Linked DNA regions of Rattus norvegicus: region 1 is linked to region 2. Evidence: chromatin contacts called from public Hi-C data. All regions are on one chromosome and are shown on one strand. The core of a region is the stretch at or near the end of the contact, and the rest is flanking DNA. Distances in the headings are between cores, read along the strand shown. Region 1 holds the start of Zfp3 (zinc finger protein 3). Region 2 holds the start of Med11 (mediator complex subunit 11).

Region 1 (6,931 bases), core at 2,016-4,515, 310 kb after region 2:
AAAAAAAAAAAAAAGATGGTGGGCAGGAAAATAGCCAGGATGAGATAATGCATTCCCTTTTTTTCTAAGTCACTTAGTAGGGTTGCACAAATGAAGCTTTACAGTGCAAGGGGAGAACTCTGAAGGGCCTCTCAGCACACAGATTGCTGTGTTTTGATCCCACAAGTCTGTGATTCAGAAAGTGTGTAGGAGGGGCCTGAGAACTTTTGTTTGCAGCCAATTCCCAAGTGATATCAATGTTTCTGGTTTGGAGATCAGAGTTTGTTATTGACTTTCTATCCTGGCCTTGACTTAGAATCATCTGTAAAGTTAAAACAAAAGGCAACCGGTGTCTAGATCTCTCTCTCCCTCCATCCCTCCATCCCCCCTCCCTTTCTCCCTTCTTCCTTCTTCCTTTTTATTTTTTTTTCTGAGACATGGTTTCTCCATGTATCCTTGGCTGTTCTAGAACTCACTCTGTACGGAACTCAGAGATCGACTTGCCTTGCCTCTCGAATGCTGGGATTAAAGGAGTGTGCCACCACTGCCCAGTGACATATTTTTCTATCAGTAAGAGAAGGTGACATAACATATAAAGAAATAGAAACACCAATTTATTTACAGGTGGGGGCAAATTCCCAATCTCTGCCTTCCCACAATAATGTCCCACTTACTAAAAAGATAAAGGGAGTAAATGCTGATTAATGAGTCCTCCCCTCCTCAGGGCTCCTGTGTGTGGCCCAAATCCACTCTCAGTATGGAGGCTCCTGGAGGAAATTTCTAGCATTCTATCTCCAGTACAGCATAAGACTCCATACTTTTAAAGACTCCCAGGTGAAGTTAGGTATGGCGGCACAAGCTTGAAATCCTAGGGTTTGGGAGGTAGAGGCAGACCTCAGGTGTATTGAGTTTAAGGCCTGCCTAGGTAACTTCAGTCTGTACGAGGTTTCAGGCTGTTGCAAGCCTGGTCACGCTGGTTTTTGAAGGATTCAGAAGACTTTGGAACTTTGGGCTAGAAAGGCAGTTGAATGTTTGTAATGAGACGTCCTAGTGGGAGCTTGGAAAACAGTGCTGATGACTCTTCAGACTGTGGAGGCCCAGCTCAAGGGGTCTCACAGAGCAGCAACGTTAAGCAAGTGGACTAGAGACTTATATTTTTGGCAAAAAATTAATGTTGCTGCCTTCTGTGCACGACAGGAGTTTTCAAGGCAGCCTAGTACTGTATCTGTCCTGTGGTTAGAAAGAACTCTTTTATGTGGATTACAATGAAAAACAGCAAATGGGGCAGACAGTTTTTTAAAAACGTACAATTTGAAGAGGAAAAACATGAGTAACAGGAAACATAAAGTTACACCCAATTCTTGTACTGAGAGAGATAATGAAATTAAGGAGACCCATTGTCTGCACTGAGCAAGACCCCTCTGGTGAAGCTTCCAATTTGTAAATAAAAAAGATCTGAGGATTTTTTTCTCTTTCTGTTCCTAGACAGGAACGGCAAACAAATTCTGCTGCAGATGTGACTAAGTGGGCCACCATCCATCCCAAGCTGGCAGTTGAAGTTGGCAGTGTCATCCCCATGGCGCTGACTTTAAGGTCATGAAGACCTGAGTAAAGCGGCCATGGGAACTTCCTCTGTGGTTTCAAAGAGCTGCTGAGGCTGGTGTAAGGCAGAATAGTCCCTGTGTAGGCCCTGAAGCCCACTGTGTGAAGCTGTGAAAGTGAAGCCTGCATTGTGTTGGAAACCCCATGCTGTTAGGGAGGCCAGGGAGAAGAGAACTGGGCAAGGAGAGCTGCATCTTGCAGTCAGCAGAGCTGGAGGGGCAGGACAGCCTCCTTTTATACCAGAAACAGAGCTAGAGAAGTTGGTGCTTTCTTGTTTTGGTTCAGTTATTTCTTCCCGGTGCCCCCATCTCTCCCTTTGGGATTAGTCATGTGTATTCTGTACTAGGATATGTTAAAGCATTGGGATTACAGTACTGGGGGTTGAATTTAAGGCCTACCTAGCACATTCTAGGCAAGTGTTCTACCTCTGAGCTATACCTTAGCCTCCTCTGCCTTTTCTCTGTTCAGATCTCCTTGTTCGGGCCTATTTCTTTCTTCTTTTATTTTATACACACCAGAAGAGGGCACCAAGATCACACTACAGATGGTTGTGAGCCACATCTGTTGCTGGGAACTGAACTCAGGACCTCTGGAAGAGCAGTCAGTGCTCTTAACCGCTGAGCCATCTCGACAGCCTGTTCAGGCCTATTTCAGAGACCATTACTTCAGAAAAGACCAGATTCCTCACAATGTCGTCCCAAACTGCACTACTCTTCCCTGATAGCAACTGTAAGAACAGTAAGGAAGTACTGTTCAGTTCTGTTTCTATGTAATATTCACCTCTGGACCAGTTAGAAGGAAGGATCATGTGATTAGTCAAGCCAGGGCCACCACTGTGCCCCAAAGGTGGGAGCTAGCGTCCATGTTTGCCTAACTGCAGACTATTGTGATATATGTCCAGTACATGGCCCTCAAAAAGGAAATCGATCACCTTGAGTTCAGCATTGAGACAAGGTATGAGGGTTCAGAGTCCCTCAGGCTAGCCTGTCTTACACCAATACCTTTGATTGGCAGCCCTACTATCTGCAACAACCTATAATTTTAGTTGACTCTGTTTAAATGCTCATATTAGAGTTGGGTGTTAAGTTAGGATGTTATCGAAGTGAAGAGACACCATGACCACTGCAACTCTTAAAAAGGAAGACATTTAATTAGGGCTGGCTTACAGTTCGGAGGTTTAGTCCATTATGATCATGGTAGAAAACATGGTAGCCTGTAGGTAGACAAGGTGCTAGAGAGGTAGCTGAGAGTTTTCTATATGTGATCACAGGCAGTAGGAAGAGACTGTGACACACCACCCAGGTTTGGGCTTGAGACCTCTAAGCTGGCCTCCAGTGACACAATTCCTCCAACTAGGCCACACCTACTCCAACAAGGCCACACCTCCTAATAGTGCCACTCCCTATGGGCCTATGAGGGCCATTTTTATTTAAACCATCACAAGTATATCATTTTAGGCCTCTAATCCCAACACCTGGGAGTAGAGGCAGGAGGACTGCCTTAAATTCGAGGCTAGGTTGAACTATTAATACACAATTAATTCAAGACCAGTCCTAGATGCAGAATAGGACGCTGCCTCAACCTCCCCACACACAGAGGTCTATTTCACTGGGCATGGTCACTCATTTCAGCACTTGGAAGGCTGAGGCAGGAGGATCACCACATTCATAGTCACATACGTGCTGTACTAAAAGATCAAATTTATTCAAGAAGACAGGAAGGCCAGCAAATAATGCAGTTCCTATTGCCTGAACAGGCTACGGAAATCACACTCGATCTTGAGATTTTTGTCAAAGCATCACTCCCTGAAGCCTTCCTAACCTCAAAGCAGGTCTCCCCCCTCGCTCCTAGAAGATGACATGCGCACCCTAAATCTAGGGTCCTCGGTTGACAGACTCTTGGAAAGTGGTAGGGAAGGCACAAATACCGCTGCTCAACACGTCCCCGCGGGAAGAGTTGCGGAGCTTCAAGTTTTCCAGCCCACGGAAACGCCAGGGGCGCGCAGAGCGGCTGCTGCGGGGCGGAAGTGCATTCCCGGAGCCGTTCTAGGAAACCGGGAGGACCCTGTGCGTCAGTGGTCCGGGGACGCAGTGGGTTTCGCAAGGTGCACCGGGACATTCTCGTAAGCCGACCACCCCTGCCCGGCCCGGCGAAGATGAAGTGAATTAGGGCGAGAGCAGCAGACGGGAAAGCTGGGACGGGTATGGAGGTGTGGACCCGATGGCCACCTGTTCCTCCCGCGAGTGGGACTCTCTCGGATTGGCCGCAGTGCCGCCCGGCACCGGAAGTGGCCGGTGTGGGTCGCCCGTGACACCAGACGACAGCTGCGGTTCTGTGCGCGCCGCGGTGCAGCGCCCCAGGCCCAGTGGAGTGAGCGTGGGCGGCATCCGCCAGCGGTGAGGCCTCTTTGGTTCCGTCATGCCCGGGGGAGGAGGGCGTGGGGCTCCCAGCTTGGAGCTGGAGTCCTGACTGTAGGCTCGCCCCTGACTGGGGTTTGCTGTACGACCTTGGACTTTATAGCACCCGGGGCTCCTACTCATTTGCACACGGAGAGGGTGGAGCCTGGGCACTGTCAGGAACGATACTAATTCTGCTTCCAGGCCTTGTCAGCCAGGGAAACTGGAGAAGCAGGGTCCAATATGGGCATGCCTACGACTTACGCCTATTCTCTCTCTCTCTCTCTCTCTCTCTCACACACACACACACACACACACACACACACACACACACACACACACACACACACACATTCATATATTCTCTCTCTCTCTCTCTCTCTCTCTCTCTCTCTCTCTCTCTCTCTCGCCCCCCTTTGGTATTGCATTCCGTAAGTATACTGCTAGAATGAGTAGCCCTCGTGACATGTTGTGACCTGTGCCGGCAGGCAGAACATTGTCTTATTAAGGTTAAAGAAAGACGATAGAATTGACTAAAGAGACGGCTCAGCAGTACTTGCCGCTCTTTCAGAGGACCCCGGTTTGGTTCCTAGCACTCCTCATATCATCTGTAACTCATGTGCATACACATCTGTAACTCATGGAGCAACACACATCTACACATAATTAAGAGTAATAACAATCATAAAGGAGACTGAATTGAGCACAGAATTGACGAAGTTCCCTTGATTCCGGGTACCAGAGAAGGAAAATAATAATGTCTTGGGAGAAAGAACTTTTTCTTTTCCTTTTTTTTTTTTTTTTTCGGAGCTGGGGACCGAACCCAGGGCCTTGCGCTTGCTAGGCAATCGCTCTACCACTGAGCTAAATCCCCAACCCCCGAGAAAGAACTTTTGTTGTTTTAGTTTGATTTTTTTTGAGATAGGGTCTTGCTGCATATCTCTGGCTAGTCTAGAGCTCACTATGTAGATCAGGTTGACCTCAGACTTTCAGAGATCCACGTGCTTCTGTTTTCCATGTGCTGGGATTAATGGTTTGTGCCACTATGCCCGGCTAAGAACTTATTCTTATATAAAAAAGCAATATCAGACACTGCCCTGGTCTCTTTAGGGACAATGATGAATGGAAACTCCAGTTAACCTTCAAAACAGCTGCAGACTTGTCACCCAGATAGCACACAAACCTCACTTAATATTTACCAGGTATCAGAAATGTGCTAAGCACTGAAATTAACAAGATGAGTAGAACATCATCCTTGTTCATGGTCTAGAGTAGTGCAACTCCTCTGAGAGCTGAGTGTCCCTGTTATAGGGTTGCCTAAGACCATTGGAAAACACAGATCTATACATTATCATTCATAGCGGCAAAATTATAATTATGAGGTAGCAATGAAAATAATTTTATGGTCGGGGTTCACCACAACATGTGTATTATAGGGTCGAAGTGGCATTAGGAAGGTTGAGAACCTCTGCTCTAGAGAAAAGCAAATGCATAATACGGTGGCATATTGTCTGTATGAAGAAGTAACACTTGTTGGGGCCTGCAGGTCAGAAGGAGGATGGAGGGGGGCTGCCCACATCAGCTGCATCTCGATGTTTGCTAAGTGCACAGGTGAGCAGCAGTATTCCAGGAAGTGAGAATGGTTTCTTTGCAAAGGCAGAGACATTTTAAAGAATAGACAGTGTTTGGCCTGCAGGATACTGAGCACACCTGCACCTGCTAGTTGTTGTTGGGGAATGTGAGGTGGGATGTGGGGAAAGGAAACAGGCTTGATTAGGAGAGCATTGTGAGCCGTAGGAAATAATTCATTCTGGAAGCTTCGAAAAGCATAACAAACAGGAAGTAACATGGAAACTGTAGTTAAGGAAAGGTGAGAAAGGGACTAGGGGAAAACCCGGCTTCGGAGGACCAAGGGCTCCTTCCTGCAGATGTTAGTGAGGACTTCCGGAGGAGGTGGGCCTTGTGCCAGATGAGTAATGGAATTTGGTTCACCCTGGCTCAAAAATATGCAGTTTTCATTAGCTGCTGTTCGTTAGCAGGTGTGCCCATCAGAACTTTCCGAATGAGGTTTCCGAGACTTTTCTCCTCCAGTGCTTTGCTAAGACAAGTCCAGGTTTGCAGAGTTGAGGACCCTATCCTAAGCTGTAGAGACCAGGTAGAGGTCTGCCTGTCATCCCCCAACATGAAAACCGACTGCTTTCAGCCTCCCTCCTCCATCTTCAGGAATAGCTCATGATTTAGCAAAGAGATGGGAAATGCTTGGGGAATATGCATTTAGGCCCTGGGGGCTTCTATATGAGAATGAGGGCTCATGTGTGGCTTTATTTCTAAGACCCTCTATATGAGTGGAGAGTGGCTCTGATTTCTATGTGAGAGGACACCTAGAAATTACACTCATTATATTCACTGGCAGAATACAAAGTAAATATAATAATGCGGAAGACTGAATTTGAGTCCCTTCCCCTTCGTTAGTTTTGTTTGTTTGTGATAGGGGCTCATTGTAGCTCAGACTGGCTTCAAACTTGTGACTTTTCTGCCTTAGCCTCCTGAATTCTAGGATTACAGATATGGGGTACCACACCCAGCTCCCATATCTTTTATTGTCTTGTTTTACTCTGATTAAGTGATTTTCCATATCTTGTGCAGGTATAGATTTCCCAAGTGCTGACTTCCTTTAAAACAAAACAAACAAACAAACTCTAGAAGGTGCTGAGCTAGGCATGACACTGATGTCTGTAATCCCAGGCACTCAGGTACTCTGGGGGGGCTGAAGCAGCAGCATTGTGAGTTGGGGGGCCAGCTTTGGAAACTTAGTGGAGTTTGTCTCAAATAACATAAAAAATAAACAGGGTGTGATGACACGTGCATTTAATCCCAGTACTTGGGAGGCAGAGGCAGGTAGATCTTTATGTTACAGGCCAGCCTGGTCTACATACAGAGTTCTAGGCCAGCTG
Region 2 (6,902 bases), core at 4,079-6,578:
GCCTGGTGGCTGAAAGAGTCTTAAACAAAAACAACAACCGAAAATAAATAGATAAGGCAGGCCCCTGATTTCTTTCTCCTCAGAGGGAACTCTCTCCCTCGTCCTTCAAATGTTTCTGAAGGCATTTACTACCCCTCTCACCCTCACCCCTATCTCGGAACACGATAGTTTTGCTCCTTCTTGACTTCTGCCCTCAGCATCACCTAGCAGATGCCCGGCTCCAATGCCACGACATGGTGCCATCATCCACCAAGCTCATGCTCAGACTATGCTGTAACTGCAAAATTTTTAGTTGCAAAATAAAAATTGCAAAAATAAAAATTGCAAAAAAGAAAAAAAAGAGAGGAAGAGGAATGGGAGGGACAAGGCTTTTTTAGATTTCATAATGGTTTAAGTAAGTTTATGGTTTTGTAGGCCACATTTGAAGATAAATTTATAGATGCAGGCCTCAGAGGGGACAAACCTGCCAGAAGGTGAAGGCTGAGCCTATCTTTGTGCCTCCTGATCATCGTGTGACGCTATTCACCCTGCCCCCGGCCCATTCCCCTGAGGATTGTATCAGGTGGAGTCAGATCGATGTTGAGTATTGAATTATGCCTCTGCTAAGGTTTATAGTGGATCTGTGGTCCTTCGTGATCACCTCCTGTTTTCCATGCTTAATGGTCGTTTGAAATATGCTTATTCTCCAGTTTAATCACAATTCACCTTGTACTCCTCTCTCCCAGGAGTCTACAGTCCAGACTCTTCCTATTGCACTGGGGTTGCCGGGACCTTTCACGAATGACCTGGACCTGTGCCTCGTCACTGAGGAAAGCTGACAGTTTGTTCAGACCAGAGTGTCTTTATTCCGTCTTCCTAATTGAGAGTTCAGCTTTGTGAATCCCTAGATACCCCCCAAGATCTATTCTCCTGAGGTGACCCAATAGCTGGCCATGTAGGAAAGGCCTACGCTTTCCACAGGTAGGGAAAAGCACATGGCTAAGCTTCCTTCATGAAATATGAGTCACTTCCCAGCCAGACTCCTCACATAGTTCCCTGTCCTCTACAATTTCCTCTTCCTCTTCCCCTGCAGTCCTAGCCCAGAGCAGGGGAAAGTCAGGTTTCAGGGGGCACACACAGTGCCCCCACCAGGGTTTCTCACACTTTATTGTGCATACAAGTCACCTGGGGACCTTTAAACACAGCCTGTGGCTCAGTTGGTCTGGGGTCGGTGCTAAGACAATGTCTCTAATGAGTCTAGGGAAGGCTGACATCCAGGACTATGAGCTTACCCAGGCAAGACCTTAGAGGGCAACCGCAGCAAAAGCCTTGGCCCTCGTGTGACCTGTGGAGTGTGTGGAACTAACCGCCTGCACCTAACTGTTCCACGAGAAAAATACATTCAAATGTTCGATGGGAAAAACGGTGTCTTTGCATTTTAGTCTTCACGCCAATGCAGCTGGGGTGTGGAATTCTGGATTCCCAGCCAGTTCTCCCTCAAATGTGGAAGGTTATTCTAGCCAGAGGGAATGGAGTGGTGGTGGTGGTGGTGGTGGTGGTGGTGGTGGTGGTGGTGGTGGTGGTGGTGGTGGTGGTGGTTTTTCTGAAGTTTTTGTATTTATTTGTTTGTTTCCTTCCTTCCTTCCTTCCTTCCTTCCTTCCTTCCTTCCTTCCTCCCCCCCCTCTCTCTTTCCTTCTTTCTTTCTTTCTTTCTTTCTTTCTTTCTTTCTTTCTTTCTTTCTTTCTTTCTTTCTAAGAGGCCCCACACCATTCTAATTGCCCAGCCTTTGCCTCAGTTTCCTTTTTCTGGAAGCTTCCCTAGGTGCCTTTTGGTTAAGCCTGGTGCTCTAATTCGTGGGTCTGGTTTCCTCCTCAGCTACATGGGGCCTTTAATGGGCTCTTTCATCCCTTCATCCCAGAGGTACAAGTAAGCCTCCTGGGCTGCTTCTCAATGGCCTTTTCTTTGGCTACATTTATATTCTCTCTCTCTCTCTCTCTCTCTCTCTCTCTGTGTGTGTGTGTGTGTGTGTGTGTGTGTGCCTGAGTGTATGTGTGTCCACAGAGGCCAGAATGGATCCCCTGGAACTGGAGCTACAGGTAGTTGTGAGTCACCACATAAGTGCTGGGAATTGAACCTGGGTCCTTTGGAAGAATAACCAGTGCTCTTAACTGCTGAGTCATCTCTCCAGCCCCCAAAGATGCTAATCTTAAAAAACAAGAGAGAGGGGTTGGGGATTTAGCTCAGTGGTAGAGCACTTGCCTAGCAAACGCAAGGCCCTGGGTTCGGTTCCCAGCTCCGAAAAAAAAAACAAAACAAAAACAAAAACAAACAAAAAACAAAAAACAGAAAAAAAACCAAGAGAGAACAAATAAACAAAAACACATCGGTATTGTCCTGGGCTAGGGGTTATTTGCCAAGATGTATGAAGTCAAGAGAGCTGGCTGTCCAATTCCTTTGAATAAGCCTCTGAACTTTAGTACCAACTTTATCCGAAGTCCTATCCTACCACTAATTTCAGGGCAGTCTGCTCCCTAAAGTTTACCATTGGCTTAGTAACCATTCCATTGCTAAACCAGTTACCACGCAGCCTCTGTTCTCCAGCCAGCATCCAACGTTTCCACATTCATGCCCAGCTTCCCTTTCAGTACTGAGGAGAAAACTGGAAGCCCCAAACAAAGCCAAGCTACAGCGCCAGCATTTAGACTTTTGAGAACTAGTACTCTAGTTTTGCCTTGAGTTCACTATGGGGCCTAGTGTTAAGGTTACAGGAATACACCGTTACCTGCTTCTTCACTTTTTTTAGTTTGTGTTTTTCTTCTTTAGAAACAGGGTCTCATGGAGCACAAAACAAGCCATGAACTTGCTGTTTACCTTGAGAATGGCCTAGAACTTCTGATCCTCCTGCCTCTGCCTGCCGAGTTCTGGGGTCATAGGCTAATGTGCCCTGTTTCCCATTCCTCTTTGTTGCTTTTGTTGTTGTTTTGTTCTTTGTTTCTTTTTTTTTTTTTTGAAGATTTATTTATTTATTTAATGTATATGAATACACTGAGCTGTCTTCAGACACACCAGAAGAGGGCATCAGATCTCATTACAGATGGTTGTGAGCCACCATGTGGGTGCTGGGATTTGAACTCAGGACCTCTGGAAGAGCAGTCAGTGCTCTTAACCACTGAGCCATCTCTCCAGACTTCCCCCACCTTGCCCCTGCAAACTTTTAAAATTAATTCTTTGATAATGTTGTACAATATATTTCAAACATATTCATATCTACTACTCCCTAATCCACCCTCCACCCTTTTACTTTGTGTGTGTGTGTGTGTGTGTGTGTGTGTGTGTGTGTGTGTGTGTGTCATGTGTGCTGGCACATCTGATTTCCTGGAGCTGAAGGTATAAGCAGTCGTGAGCCGTCTGATATGATGCTGGGAATTGAATTCAGGTCTTCTGAAGAGCAGGCAGTGCTCATAGCCCGGGCGTCTTTCTAGCACCCCAGAATACATTTCGATTACTTAGCTTACGAGTTTTCCTGTCCCCTGTTCCAGCTTCATGCCATCCCTCAGCTCCAATAACATTCCACGCCCTCCACATAAACACAACTCCTTACTGGACCTCAACCACACCAGGACCCTTCACGTCCCATCTCTTAGAGGATACCATTTTCCTTTTCCACTACGGCCTCTCATCTACCTCAATAGCCTTAGAGTTCAGTTCAAGAACCACTTGCTCAGAGAATCCCCTTCCAGGGGCTGAAGGGAAAGCTAAGTGGTTAAGAGCACTGGCTATTCTTCCAGAGGACCCAAGTTCAATTCCCAGCAACCACACAGTGGCTCAAAACTGCCTATAGCTCCAGTTCTAGACAATCCAATGTCCTCTTCAACCTCCATAAACAATGTGTGCTCATCATTCACACACATACAGACAAAACACCCCTACTCACCAAGTAAAATAAATAAATCTTGGTGGGCAGTAGCAGTGCATACCTTTAATCCCCATACTCAGGAGACATAGGAAGGCAGATCTTGGTGAGTTCGAAGACACCCTGGCCTACAAAGCAAGTTCCACGACAACCAGGGCTGCAAAAAGAAACTCTGTCTTGAAAAAAAAAAAAACTTTAAAAAAATAAAATAAAAAAGCTAACAAACACCATTGAATGAGAGAACATTTTCTTTATCTCTCTATCCATAGAGCCTCCTAATTGATAATCAGAGGGAAGGAACCAGGTCGTGAAAATTAGCTGGGCTCAGGATCAGGAAGAAGCTTTTGGGAGAATGGCTTAACATGCCAAGTCATGCTTTCTTTGGGAGAAGTTGGCCATCCAAGAGCCCATGTATGGAGGAACACAATTGAACTCCCACCGTCATCTCCCGGCCCAGGGCCAGTGCTTAATAACAAGTTCCTATAAATGCAATAAGTCCACCAGACTGTCAATTATATCGGACAGATCTGAGTGGCTTTGAGCCACAGGGATGTTTCAGTGGTGGTTCATACCTTTAATCCCAACATTAGGGAGGCAGAGGCAGTAATACTCAATTTGTGGGAAAGCGGATAAGGGGAAGACTAGTGCCCAAGTCACGTCTGGCTATTCTTTTTCAATTAGCCAATTAAAAGTGGAAAGTCAGAAAAGGAGACTTATTCAATGTGGCCACATTGGGAAGAGTGTGACAAAGAGATCTGGCAAGCCCCCTCAAGTCAGTCTTCAGGGTGCTGACACATCAAAGTTTAAATAGAGCAAGGCTGTGAACATCTAAGTAGTCTGTTCAAGGTTTGTGGTCACACCCACCACTGACTATATCTGGGCTTCAGTCTCATCCTGTAAAGTGGTCTGACAAGTTGTTAGAATTGTGTGAAATGTCTTTCCGGAAAACAAGTTCCCCCTCTGGCGGGGAACCTTTCTTTCTCTCAGCATGAGATTCCTAGGGAGATTCTCGTTTCTTTGGTGGCCATTGTTTCAATAACCTGATAGTCAAGACTGAAGAGATACAAGTATCTCTTTAGACTAGCTTCATTTTTTTTTCTTTTCTTTTTTTTTTCAGAGCTGGGGACCGAACCCAGGGCCTTGTGCTTGCTAGGCAAGCACTCTACCACTGAGCTAAATCCCCAACCCCGACTAGCTTCATTTTTGACAGACCTATTACACCGGAGGATCTCTCTGAGTTTCCAGGCCAGGTTGGTCTATACTTAGACCCTGTCAGAAAACAAAAGTCAATAACCTCCTCTTTCCACCCCTGGTCTGGCCTGGCATTAGAGCACTGGCAGTCAGACTAGACCAGGTAGACTCCGAAGCGCGTTGAGCATCCTGGGAATTGTAGTGTTCGCTACAGTGGCCTCTGCGCAGGCGCACAATAACAGGCATTTCCGGGCCTTGGCGCCGCACCTCGCAAAAGACAGCCTGCGGGGCTTTCCACTGGAACGATGGCTACCTACAGCCTGGCGAACGAGCGGCTGCGCGCCCTGGAGGACATCGAGCGCGAAATCGGCGCCATCCTCCAGAACGCAGGTTTCGGGAAGCGAGGAGCGGACGGGAGGGGGAGAAGACCAGCCCCGGACTCTGCGCGCAATTGGGGCGGGACACTGAATGCTGGCCTTAGGGCGGAGCTAAGTCTCCAGCCTGAGTCTAATACCGCCCTCTACCCGCCCTGGCAGGAACAGCAATCCTGGAACTGTCCAAGGAAAAAACGAACGAGCGTCTCCTAGACCGGCAGGCGGCAGCCTTCACCGCTTCTGTGCAGCACGTGGAGGCAGAGCTGTCCGCTCAGATCCGCTACCTCACCCAGGTGGGTGTGTTTAGGTACTGGGCGGGGACGCCAGCTCTCCAGCACCGCCCTAGCCTTAGGGATTCCTTGAGCTTTTAGTTGGGTAAGACTCTGCCTTTTACGCGATTGGCACTTGCATTTCAGGGCTGGTTTAGTCTTCTAAAAGCGAAGGATTAAAAATGTCCAGGGTGTATAAACAATACCGTAGCCAGACCTAGTGGCACAGGTCTGTATTCTCAGCTACTCAGAAGGCTGAGGCCGGAGGATCACAAGTTCAAAACTTGTCTGGGCAATTCAGACCCAGTAGATAGGTAAAAAAGAGGACTTGGAGTTCTGTGTGAGAGCACTTGCCTACCATAAAGAGGCCCCAGTACTGAACAAAAATAAATAAATAAAAGCAAAGCTGAAACTATTGAACTTTGTTCCCAGAAACTTGGCATGGTGTCCTGTGTGAGGCCACATATGCTTGGGGACTAAGGAAAGGGACAGCACTAAGTGGCTTCCAGAGTCCTTATACTGTTTACTAGCATTTGTGGTGTGCTGGTCACTCTGCAGTGTCTTATCCTACAACTCTAGGAAGTACTTGCTGTGGTCCCTCGTTCATAGATGAGGCTCACACAGGTTAGGTCTTTTGCCTTAGAACATTGAGTTACTAGACAGCTAATGTAGGTCAGACTAGGGAAAGATATGAGACCAGAGACCTAATACTGCCTGGTTATGGGTGGTCGAGAGAGGCAGTGCTCCACTGATTGATCTGTCTTGTAGGTGGCCACAGGGCAGCCGCATGAGGGCTCCAGCTATTCTTCCAGGAAGGACTGTCAAATGGCTCTCAAGCGAGTAGATTACGCCCGCCTCAAGATCAGTGATGTGGCAAGAACCTGTGAACAGATGCTGGAGAACTAAGTCAGGATGATCCAGAGTGTGAACTGCACCTTGGGACAGAACCCAGAGACCGGTAGGATGGGGAACAGAGTAATATCTACATGCCCTACTGGTTCAGGGCAGATGAGGACCACGAGTCCGAAAGCAGAACTGGAGACTCCAAAGCCCAAGTGTACACACAGATTTCTTCTGGCTCCTCCAGCAAGACAGCCCTGTTTTCCACTGTGCAAGCTGAGACAGGAGTCAGAGGTCAACTTCCAACCCACTTCCTCGTGTGCACCCTTCCCTGG

What was found. Hi-C and Micro-C count contacts between places; a contact is called where the count stands out from the background.
Region 1: a contact with region 2 is called in a Hi-C map of liver, with 1.9 times the contacts expected there. The contact joins the promoter of Zfp3 here to the promoter of Med11 in region 2. A contact is called at or near these places in 2 of 12 Hi-C or Micro-C datasets (liver and mammary epithelial cells) and 1 of 1 datasets of contacts at active chromatin or transcription factors (oligodendrocytes).

Annotation. Positions count from the first base shown.
Region 1 is chr10:55,973,762-55,980,692 of GRCr8, forward strand. It overlaps Zfp3 (zinc finger protein 3), which reads left to right and starts at 3,266. Exons shown (of 2, transcript NM_001109034.1): 1 at 3,266-3,977.
Region 2 is chr10:55,657,628-55,664,529 of GRCr8, forward strand. It overlaps Med11 (mediator complex subunit 11), which reads left to right and starts at 5,329. Exons shown (of 3, transcript NM_001399586.1): 1 at 5,329-5,474; 2 at 5,621-5,751; 3 at 6,496-6,902. The coding sequence starts at 5,390. The coding sequence ends at 6,633.